Regions from separate parts of the Mus musculus genome. Here region 1 is linked to region 2. Evidence: chromatin contacts called from public Hi-C data. All regions are on one chromosome and are shown on one strand. Each heading gives the region's core, a stretch centred on a gene start, on an enhancer-like site or on the middle of the called end of the contact. The rest is flanking DNA. Distances are from core to core; before and after follow the strand shown. Region 1 holds the start of Irf2bp2 (interferon regulatory factor 2 binding protein 2). Region 2 holds the start of Fbxo31 (F-box protein 31).

Evidence for each region. A called contact is a pair of places that touch in the nucleus more often than the background predicts.
Region 1: a Hi-C map of B cells shows a contact between it and region 2, with 5 read pairs. The contact joins the promoter of Irf2bp2 here to the promoter of Fbxo31 in region 2.

Annotation. Positions count from the first base shown.
Region 1 is chr8:126,592,119-126,597,510 of GRCm38.p6, forward strand. Irf2bp2 (interferon regulatory factor 2 binding protein 2) reads right to left here and starts at 1,868. Exons shown (of 2, transcript NM_001164598.2): 1 at 322-1,868. The coding sequence starts at 1,318. It overlaps Gm31546 (a long non-coding RNA gene), which reads right to left and starts at 4,050. Exons shown (of 2, transcript XR_388210.1): 1 at 3,757-4,050; 2 at 2,147-3,544.
Region 2 is chr8:121,577,376-121,583,503 of GRCm38.p6, forward strand. Fbxo31 (F-box protein 31) reads right to left here and starts at 1,431. Exons shown (of 9, transcript NM_133765.4): 1 at 1,083-1,431. The coding sequence starts at 1,380. n-TMcat17 (a tRNA gene) reads right to left here and starts at 1,926; the gene lies at 1,854-1,926. It also overlaps the pseudogene Gm17786.

The DNA of each region.
Region 1 (5,392 bases), core at 618-3,117, 5.0 Mb after region 2:
GTCGCTGCCTATCAACCCGTTCTGACTCATCCCTGTTGTGCTGGTTCAGCAGAGGGACCACGTTGCCACTAAGCTCTGGTTCAGCCCCGGGCCGACCAGGAAGTTGGCTGTTTGTTGTTTCTGGATTAAGGCAAAACTGTGCATGGAAGAATGGATCCCTACCACCCACCCACCCACCCACCCACCCACGCGCACACACGCACGCGCGCGCGCGCACACACACACACACACACACACACACACGGGTGGGCGGGCGCTCAAACGCTGCCTCTAACCCCACGCCCTCCATCCCTTCTCCCCTCGCCCCGCAGTCGCCCCTACCTGCTTTAGACCCGTTGGCCCCGTTGGCCTCGAAACCCAACAACCTGCCTGCTGCAGTCAGAGCCGGCTCCTTCTTGAACTTGCTCTCGAAGGGCCCCGAGTGGCCGTGCTGGTGCAGCGCCAGGAGCGTGTCCCGCACCGTCTTAGGCCTGCTGGCCCAGTCCTGCTCCCCGGGCGCGCGGCCTTTGCCTGCACCCTCGGCGCTCAGCTCGCTGGCCCCGGCCGCGCTGGATAAGCTGTCGGCCGGACTCCGGTGCGCGGGCTGCGCCTTCTCCTTGCTCGGCTCGCGCGCCTCGTGCTCCGCCGCCGCGCTCGACACAGACGCCGGGCGTTTGTGGGTGCCCAACTCGGCGGGCTGAGCTCCCAGGCCCGGTGTTCCGCTCACCGCGGCCAGTGTGGCCGCAGCACGGCCGCTCAACCCCAGCGCGGCAGAACCGTTGACCAGAGGCACCAGAGTGGGCGGAACGGCGTGTGCACGCCGAGGGTTCGGGCTCTGGCGATTCAGCTCCGGCGGCTCCTCCAGTTTGGAGAACCCGTTGGGCACCAGGATGCCGTTCGCCGGCGCGGACTGCTGCGCGGCCGACTGTGGGAGGCCTGCACCCGCACGCGTGCTGAAGTCGGAGGCCAGGCGCGGGGCACGATCCGGCGCCAGCGGGTAGCGCTCCATAGCCTGAGCGCGCGCGGCCTCGGCGCCCGCGTGGCCCAGCTGCGGCGGCGGCTGCAGCAGTAGGTCCTTGGCCGACAGTGGCGGTGGCTTGGCGGCTGCGGGCTGTGCACCGGTCGGGGAGCGGCCCTCCGGGAAGCAGCCGTGAGCACGCTTCAGCTGGCGGGCCGTCTCGATGACGAACTCCACGCGGTCGGCTCCCTCGTAGTTGACGCAGCCGCGGCACACGGGCTCCGTGAAGTCCCAGATCATGGCCCAGGGCATGCGGGGCAGGTCACACAGATAGCACGACTGGCGCCGAGAGGCGGCCGCCACCGCCACCGCCGCGGCCATGTCCGCACAGCCCGCCGCGCCGCAGGAGGAGCCGGGTGAGGGGACGCCGCCGCCCCCCGTGGATCCCGCGCGCGCGCGCCGGCCGGCCCAAGCCCGCGTCTGCGCGACTAGCGGCGGCGGCGGCCGCAGGCGAGGAGGCGGCGGCGGCAGAGCCCGGGCCGGCGCGGCGCCCGCGCGGCGCCCCCGGGGCACGAGGGGCGGCGGGCGCGCGGCGGGGCGCGCCTGCAGGTCCCCACGGGCGGCGGGGCGGCGCGGCGCGCGCGGGGGCGGCGGCTCGGCCGGGGCCGCGGGCTGGGGCCTCCAGACCGGGGCAAAGACGGGCCGCGAGCGCAGCAGGTCGCGCTGGCGCCCGGGGCGCAGAGCCGCGCGAGGTACGGGGGACGCGGGGCAGCCGCCGGGGCAGCTCAGCCCGAGCGGCGGGGCATGCCGCGCGCGGCGGCGTGCAGCTCGGTCCCGGGCCCCGGCGCGGCCGCTGCACAGCACCCACTGCGCCTCAGCTCCTGCGCCGCCGCTGTTGCTGCTGCTACCGCCGCGGCCGCTCCACTTCTACAGACTTGATTCTTCGACAGCTCTGCACGGCGCCTGCGCGGCCCCCTCCCTCCCTGGCGCGCGCGGCCCCGTGCGCCCGCCCTCCTTCCCTCCCTCCCTCCCTCTGCGCTCTCTCGCGCGCCACCCTGGATTCTTCCGTTTCTCGATCGCGTGCGCGCCGGGACTGAGGCGCAGACCAGTTCACGCGGCCCTAGCGCCGCAGGTGTGCAGCTCGCGTCCCCAAGAGTCCCGTGTCACCCCGCCTACCCAGCCAGGATGCTCCAACCCATGGCCCTGTTCTTTCGATTAAATCGTGCAAACTGTTTTATTTTACATGCAATGCCACTTTATCACTTGGTTACTGGCAGCCTCCTGAGCATGGAATTTGGAGCATAGCGAGGCGCACTTTGGACTTTTCCTTGTTAGCGTCTCACTTGGCTTCAGCTGGGCGCGCGCACGCTATCAACACTCTGCCCTGTTTTGGTCGAGGAAGCAACTACACACTGCCGCTGCCCCTTTAAGTTTTACAAAAACTTAGTGCTCAGGCAGGCCCGGCCTCTTTTGCGCGTGCACTGAAAGGAGGACGCACAGGCCCGAGGCTCCTCAGGCGCCGCCGCCCAGCGTCTTATGTAGGTCTGTGCAGCGAGCGCGTGACGTGGGCAAGGGACGCTGCCACTGCGCAAACTCCACATAAGACGTGCCCAGCGCCGCGGGCCCTGGGGCCGCGCCGAGCTAGTGCACATTCCAGGGATCTGGGCTCTGCAGCGCACCGCGTCACGGCTCAGGACCCGCCCCCGGTCTCTGGCTAGTAGGCCCTGCCCCACCGCCTCCGCGGGGCCGAACTTCGAGTGGCCAACTCTGGGCGCGCGCTGTCCCCTTTGCGCCTAGGGCGTGCGCTGGCGGGTGGACTTGGCTGTCTGTTGTACCATCCGGCTTAGCCCAGTGGGCACAGACGCGCCTGGCAGCATCGCTTCGTTGTTCCCTTCCACGCTGGGCAGTGAGGGCTGCCCAGAGTGGACGGAACACCGAATTGTACACTTTGGTAGGGAGCAGGGACTGGTGTGTGCTGTCAGTGGTCGGTCAGTCAGGCTCTGATTTGAGACCTACTACTCTGAGTAAGAGCCGCTTTTGCTTTTGTGGTGAACAACGCAGGTCCACCTCTCTCCCCAAGATTGGAATGGGCTGGTTAAGTGTGGGAAGAGCAGGGTACTAAGTACATTAGCTTTCCTACAACTGGATTGGAAGGTGGAAAGGGAGGGGGGAAAAATCTGCTGACCTTTTTTTCTCCGGTGGCTGCTATTGAAAAATGCCAGGTTGCTTCAAAGAATAGCCACAAGAGGAAACACGCCCCACAGAGAAGCAGCCCAGAGAGCTGTTTAGAGCACAAGAATAAACCTGTTGGAGGTGGCACAGAAAGCTTAGCGCCAGATGCCAAGGGCGTCCACAGGCTAACCTTGAACGTCTCTCTCGGGGCTTTCCAGAGAAGGTACATCTGTGTCAAGGGCCTCCCCAGCTCCCCTTCCAGTCACAAGCCTGCCTCACCCTCTCCAAGCCTGGAATGGGGCCTACCCGGATCCATTCCCAGAAGCAGCTGGTGCCAGCTGGTTTGGGCACCTGCTCCAGGACCTGTCAGTCTGGTCACTCTCTTCCAAGACCCTGTGTCACTCATCTGAGCACGTGATTTTGACCGTGCAGAACCTGAGTGGAGGAGATGAAGCTGCCCTGACTGCAGAGTCATCTCAGTGCCCTGAGAGATGGCCCACTAGGCAGACACAGAAACATTAAAACAAAGCAGAACCTCCCTTGAAAGCCTGGCCTGATTGTACTCGGTCCACCTGCCAGCAGCCCACAATGCCCTCTCCAGGGAAAGCCGCCACTACAACCCAAAATAGAATTGCCGAGGTACATACAATGTCTGCCTTGAGAAATGCGAAGTGGAGCTTCTCCAAAAGACCGGCATTTCCTTTGTATTTCACACTGGCTTCATGTTGAAACTGAGCTGTTAGAGCTGTGCGCAGGGGGGGCGGGGGGGGGGAGCCTCCCTCCACCCCCTCCAGATGCCTGCCTGCTGGAAAATGGAAAGGCTATTTTAGATCTGGGCTGTCCTTCATAAAAAGCAACCCGGCTCCAGGGGGTTAAGGTAGGTCCTGGATCCAGGGCAGCAAACCCTTATACTGTATCAACAGCCTTTCATGATGCCTGGCCTTTCATGTAACTCCGGAGCCGGTTTTTTTTTTTTTTTTTTTTTTTTTTAATCGATGTATGCTAAGTAAACATAGCTTTGTTTCTGTCTTCCACCCACTACCCTCCCTCCCGCTGCAGACTGGAGCTGGATCCTGTCCAAAGCGGCTGCTGCTGGAGTTACAGCCTGCCTCCTCCACACACAGGAGCGGGGTTTCTAGGGTGAGGCAATGCGTCTGCAATTCGCACAGACAAGGCAGGAATTGTAATTGTAGCTCACCATGTGACGACTTATGAAAGAGGAAGTTGGTATGTTTTAGTCACGTAGACTGCCCTCTTGCTTAAGGCTCCGGGTCCTCCCAGAAGAGAGTGAGGATGAGCTTGGCTGTCCAAGAGTCAAGGTTACAGGATTGGCTGCAGCATCTGTGTGTGCATTCCTTAGTGGACAGGCAGGCAGATGCTGTGGGTTGAGGCTGGCGCTTATTCAGGACACGGGAAACTTGTGATTTGTCTTAAGAACTGAAGGAAATACTCTACAGGGAGGGGGTCTGTGGAGACTAGACGAGCAACAGTTTTCCTGACTTTAATTCCAAAGATCTCTCCTTTTAAATACAAATCTGTGTAGGGGGATGGGAAGGGATTCTAATGCTTAAGTCTGTGGGCCAAAACAGATCTCAGTCTATAACCACAACATTGGACATGAACATCAGATCTGTGACTCTCCTCCCCAGGCCTCACTGCAGCGGAGGTGAGCCCCAGGCATGCAGGAAGCCCTGTGCCCACAGACTATAGGATAGGGTGCTACAAGATCACCCATGTGGAGTTCTGCCTTCAGGACCCCAGCGGAATTATGGATGCTTTATACCATGGCATCCTAAATTTGTGAACTCCATGGATTAATGGCTCCCCCTCCGTACGGGGCAGCCTTAAGTGACAGTCATCCTGAGGACGAGGGGAACAGGCACAGTGGCTAAGCACTTGCTCCACAAGCCTGAGGGGTTGAACTAGAATCACCAGAATCCATGTAAGCCAACTACTGTGTGGCCATAATTTCAGTGTTCAGAGATAGAACTCCCCAGACGCGCAAGGACCAGCTACCTGAGGTACTAAACAAGAAAGGACAAAAGACCCCATCTCAAACAAGATGGAAGGCAAGGGTGGATAACTGAGGTTTGACTCTTACCTCCTAAAATGTGCCTGCACTCAAGTTTGCATTCTCTCTGTCTGTCTGTCTGTCTGTCTCTCTCTGTCTGTCTCTCGTCTCTCTCTCTCTGTCTCTCTGTCTGTCTCTCTCTGTCTAACGAAAATGATGTTTAAAAAAAAAAGCCATAGTAAGGTCTTCTCACCTCTGACCTCAGCTTCCAT
Region 2 (6,128 bases), core at 181-2,680:
ACCACAGCATGAGGTGTATTAAAGGGTTGTGGCAATAGGAAGGTTGAGGACCACTGCCAGAGAAGAAACAGATGTCCTCTAACCTCCAAAGACATGCATGCCCCTCTCTCTCTCTCTCTCTCTCTCTCTCTCTCTCTCACACACACACACAATAACAATAAACAGAGTAACAGAGTAATTTGTAAAAAAGAAAGAACAGTGCTCAGACAGAAGCTGAAAACAAACATCACCCATCCTGTGCGACTAAAGGTTACTACTGAGGATCTTATACAAGAAAACAAGACAAAAGACAAACAGGACGTTACATTGGGCCAACAGACATACCAGTCATGTTCAGGACTGAAGGCTTTGCATACTTATTATAAAAGCCCCTACCCAAGTCACAATCCCACTCAGACGTGGGGTAAGATTACCCCAACTTCCCACAGTGCGAAGGTAAGGGGAGACAAGCCAGAACCCTGATGTCAACCGTGAAATTACACAAGAACCCTGCAGCAGGGAGGACCTGGGGAAACCGCTTCCTCACACAGCCTGCCATCCCACAATCCCACTTGGAGAAGTGCAGGCTCACGAAGATGAACCACCCCAGAGGTTTTCACAAGATAGATGTAAATCCCCTGCATTTCTACAAAATGCACAAAGCAGTCTCCGGCGTGCTGTGGCCAGAAGACAGAAAAGGCTGAAGCCCACACACAGTCAGAGCACTAGCCTGTGTGACATGCAGGCAGTGGAATCCCTGATGTTCCCTTCACGGAACAGCAAGCCTCCAGGACACACACACACACACACACACACACACCAACAAGCCATTCAGGCTGAGTACCGTGATGTATGTACACGGACGTAAGGCCTTCAAATGGGACTGTGGCCGCTTTGCGTCCTCATTATTCCTGCACCGGGAGGGTGGGCTGTAGGTTTGGTTTAGGGGGACGGGGTCTGACATTTTTAAAAACAGGATCTCACTCTGCAGCCCTGGCCTGCTAGCTGTCTGGTTTTCTCACTCTGCAGCAGGCCTGGTTTGGAACTCCACACCATGCTCCTGCCTCGGCCAAGTGTCCGTACTAGGGGATGCACCCGCTCACCCTCGCGGCAGCGCCGTCTCCAGATGGTGTCCGTGTGCAAGATTCGGCGGAACCTGCTGCAGACCTGAGCCAGGCTGGGCAGGTCGGTGCCGGGCAGCGACGCGAAGATCTCCACGAGCAGCTCAGGCGGGAGCTCCAGCAGAGAGCAACGCGCCGGCCCCGCCTCGATGCGCTCCTCCTCGGGGTCCGTGTCCGCCTCACTGTCCGCCGCCGCAGTCTCGGCCGGGCCGCGGCGCTGCTGGCGGCGGCGGCACCCACGCGCGGGGCCCACGCCGCAGAGCCGAGCACACACCGCCATGCCCGTCACCACCGCGGAGGCGCGCACGCGGACGCGCACGCACAGCGCTCTGCGCAGGCGGCCAGGCAGCCGTAGTCCCGCTTGCAGGCTCCTCAAGCTCCACCCCAAGCGTGACCACGCCCTCCGACCCCAACCCCTCACACGCCCCCATGAAGACTCGCCCCGCCCCTAGACGCTCCCACCCTTCCAAGCCCCACCCAGACGCTTCGCCCCGCCCCTTGAGCAGTAGGCCCCGCCCTACGTGTTAGGTCCACGCCCTTGTATGGAGCCACACCCTATTTCCAGGCTCCGCCCCCAAAACGTTTGGCTAGAAACTTAGGACGCCCAGCTGCTCACTAAAAGAGGGTCGCCGGGTTCAGCTCCGGAAAGCCCCGCTCCTAGCATGACCACACCCCTCCCACAAGTCCCACCTCTGACCCCGTTTACAGGGTAGAACGAAGGGGTTTTACCTTAAGCAAGAAAACAATGCAGGATGCCCCGTGTGAGGATCGAACTCACGACCTTCAGATTATGAGACTGACGCGCTACCTACTGCGCTAACGAGGCTCCTTAGCAGCAAGCTCGCTGCCAGGGCCTTTGCACAGGTGGTGGCCTCGCCATGAACAAAATCTGGCAAGGGAAACCATAAACCAAAGCTACCGTCGCCTAGCAACACTACATCTAAACTAACTTGCCAAGATTACCTTGGTTGCAAAAGGAAAGGTCTGGTGCTCAGTGAGGTGGGAGTTCCTGGTGTCCCCAAACCTGCTCTCCAGCTCACATTGCCCCGCGCAGCACAAGGCGTCTAGAAACTTCCCTCTCAGGAAAAGAGTAGTCTGGGGTATCCTCCGCAGCTCTGCCCTTAATGACCCTATATAACAATATCGCCTATTTTTTATTATTAAAATTAACCGTTTGCGTGGCGGTCTCTCATCCCAACTTGGGGCTAGGGGATCAAGGCAGGAGGATCAGAATTACAAGGTCACTCTTGGCTACTTAGTGACTTTACGGCCAGCCTGGGCTACGTGAGACCCTGTGCCTCCTAGCAGTCCGCTCAGTAAATTATCCCAACAAGCAAACAGATATTACCTAATGCATTCGTTGATTGATTAACAATAGCATTAAGCAAAGGCTCCACTTGGTGGCCTGTAATCCTAGACCTTAGGGAGATGAGTCAGGAGGGTGGGGACTTTTCAGGACAACCTGAGCTATGCGGCAAGATTTCATGTAAAAAACAAAACAAAACAAAACAAAAAAGACTTAAATTACCTGATAATATTAACATCGTGTAAAAGTGTAGCTGAGCACACGCTGCCTCTTGTCCCCGTGTGTTAATGCCCACGGGGGAGGGTAAGCTCTTTGTGGGCATGTGGCTGAGACCCTAGACTGTCTGCTCCAAGATGAACCCTTCTGGTCTATCATTCATGGGCTGTCAATCAGCCTTCACTGAACAACTGTGAGAGGGGTGTGTGTGTGTGTGTGTGTGTGTGTGTGTGTGTAGATGCTGTAAACAAAATGCTGGCGAGTTCCGCATTGCTCATTCACTGTAAGCTATTCCCTGACCTCCTGGCCTCTCTGACTGCCCAGGTCACATTTCTCACATTCTAGCCCTGGCTTCTGTCTCACCTCCATTTGGTCCATCACCTCACTGGATTGGGGACGGGAGGGAGCGGGAGTGTGCCCTGAAGAACACAGTTCCCAATCTGTGGGGACCTCACACCCTTCTCCCCAGCTTCAAAACCACTCCTTCTAAGAAGCGTCCCATGTTGTCCCTCCGGGGACTATGCCAGAGCAAAGGTTATGGCTTATTATAAACACCAGTTGGATGTGGCAAGCAGCAGGTTGGGGGAGGGGGGTTTACTCTCCAAGCGAGCCTGTAAAATAAAAACAAACAAGGTGTCATGCTGAAGAATGAGGAACCTGAGGCCGAGAGGGAACAGAAGGTACTGGTGGTTGCATCAGCAACCTTTGCAGCTGGCAGAGGAGGCTGGGCACTACAGCGCTGGGCGTGCTTCCATTCCAAAGCGTGACACTTGCTCTGTTTACATCTTGGTCTATTGCAAATCAAAAACAAAGCCAGCCTCCGTGATGTGACGGCAAGCTCCAGTAATCCTAGCCCCATGGAGGAGAGAAGGTTAACATTAAAGTATAGGCTTAGCTAAGTTGAAAAGACTGAAAAGCAAACACTGTGTGAGCCTCCAGCTTGTCCAGGCTCTATCCCAGCAACCATTCCCCTTCGTTTTCCCAGACATTGAACACTATTCTTTCTGTTTGGTTGGTTGGCTTGGTTTTTGTGTGTTTGTTTTTCAAGACAGGGTTTCAGTGTAGCCCTGGCTGGCCTGGAACTCACACTATAGACTAGGCTGGCCTCCAAGTCAGTGATCCACCAGCCTCTGCCTCCAGAGTGCTGGGATTAAAGACGTGCGCCAGCACTGCCCAGGAAAGAGCATTCTTAAATTGTCTTCTCTTGTAAAATGTGCCATTTTAGCAAGATAGTTGGTCTTAGCCAGGTGTTGTGGCACACACCTTTAATCCCAGCACTCAGGAGGCCAGGGCAGGCAGATCTCTGTGAGTTCAAGGTCAGCCTGGTCTACAGAGTGAGTTGTAGGGCAGGCAGGGCTACACAGAAAAATCTGCCTCAGAAACAAACAAACAACAACAATAACACATAGTAGGTCATAAGGCTACCTGCTGTTTCTGCTTTTGTAATCATACTTGCTTCCTCTGCTCAAAGGAAGGCTAGGTCAACTGCAAGGCACATATGTTAGATTTATACTCTGTGTACACATACTCTGAATACATGTAATTTATGGAGTTTGCCTTTATAAGCCTCAGGTTCAGACCCAATCCCAGTCAGTCCAGATGCCAGAAATAAAAAGCCTCCTCTTATTAAAATTTATTCATGGTTCTGGCTAATCTCTAAGTTACTCCAAACAAAAACAGAAGGTGAGGCAGACAATTGCCAGGGCTACAGGTCACAGCCTGTCTCAAAAAATATGGCTTTTCTCTTGGGCCTATGGCGCCGGCAAAATGGGCAAGTGTCTTGGTCTCTGAACTGCCTGGAAGCTCGCAGTCACCGACGGGACCAGAAGTGGCATGATAAACAATACAAGAAAGCCCACTTGGGCACAGCCCTGAAGGCCAATCCGTTTGGGGTGCCTCTCATGCAAAGGGAATTGTGCTGGAAAAAGTAGGGGTTGAGGCCAAACAGCCAAACTCTGCCATCAGGAAGTGTGTCAGGGTGCAGCTCATTAAGAATGGCAAGAAGATCACAGCGTTCGTGCCCAATGATGGCTGCCTGAACTTCATTGAGGAAAATGAAGTTCTAGTTGCTGGATTTGGTTGAAAAGATCATGCTGTAGATGATATTCCTGGAGTCCGCTTTAAGGTGGTTAAAGTAGCCAATGTTTCTCTGTTGGCTCTATACAAAGGCAAGAAAGAAAGGCCAAGATCATAAAATTTGACAATGGAAACACAGTAATAAATCTTCATATTCTGAAAAAAAAATCAACAAATCTGCATGTCCATAGAGTCACTATAACAGGAACTGGGCAGAAATGGGTCAATACAGCACCTAGAGGAGCTGGGAGCTTATTAAACATCAAATAAACCAGGCAGTGGGCAGTGGTGGCCCACGCACGCCTTTAATCCCGGCACTTGGGAGGCAGAGGCAGGCGGATTTCTGAGTTCGAGGCCAGCCTGGTCTCTAGAGTGAGTTCCAGGACAGCCAGGGCTACACAGAGAAACCCTGTCTCGAAAAACCGAAAAAAAAAAAAGGTAAAATAATTTGGTTTTCCTCATTAGAAGAATTGTGTCTAGGTTCACAGTCTGACTTCAGGAACTCAGCAGCCAAAAACTGACAGACAGGGAGTGCTGTGAGTTCAAGGCCAGCCTGGTCTACACAGAGGAACCCTGTCTGGAAAAAACAAAGAAAATAAATCGGTAGGAATTTCAGCAGAACTTTAAACAAGCAAACAAAATAAGTGGTAAACCAAATATACATGACCTGTAACTCTGCATGTCAGTGGTGGAGACACTTGTGCTCAGCAAGAAGTGGATTTTCTTGGAAAGCTCAGAGAAAGGATCTTGAGGAAGTAGCATTTGTGTTCTCGTAAGTGCGCAGACCTTGAATTCAATTCCCCCCAACATCAAACTTTAAAGATGTTGATCTATTGATAAAGATGTTGATCTGTTGATAAAGATCTGTTGTTTGGGCCTCGACAGCGGCCACACCTTTAGTTCCAGCTCCCTTGGGAAAGGCAAGTGGATCTCTTTTTGGTCAAGGTCAACCTGATCTACATAGTGACCTTTTCCAGCCAGACGTACCTACTGCATCTTAGTCAGAGTTTCTTTTGCTTTGACAAAATACCAAGGCCAAAAAGTTGGAGAGGAAAGGGCTTATTCAGCTTACACTTCCAGATCTAGTTCCTTATTGGAGGAAGTCAGGACTGGAACAAGGTAGGATCCTGGAGGCAGGAGCTGACCCAGAGGCTATTTTGGGATGATGCTTTTGGGCTTGCTTCCCAGTTTGTTCAGCCTGCTTTTTTTATAGAACTCAGGACCACCATTGGAGAAACGGCACCACCCACCATGGCTGTGCCTTCCCTCATTGATCACTAATTGAGAAAAACACCTTACAGCTGGATCTCATGGAGGCATTTTCTCATCTGAGGTTCCTTCCTTTCTGATGACTCTAGCTTGTATAGAGTTGACACATAACCTGCCAGAACAGCCAGTTAAGGAGAGAGAGAGAGAGAGAGAGAGAGAGA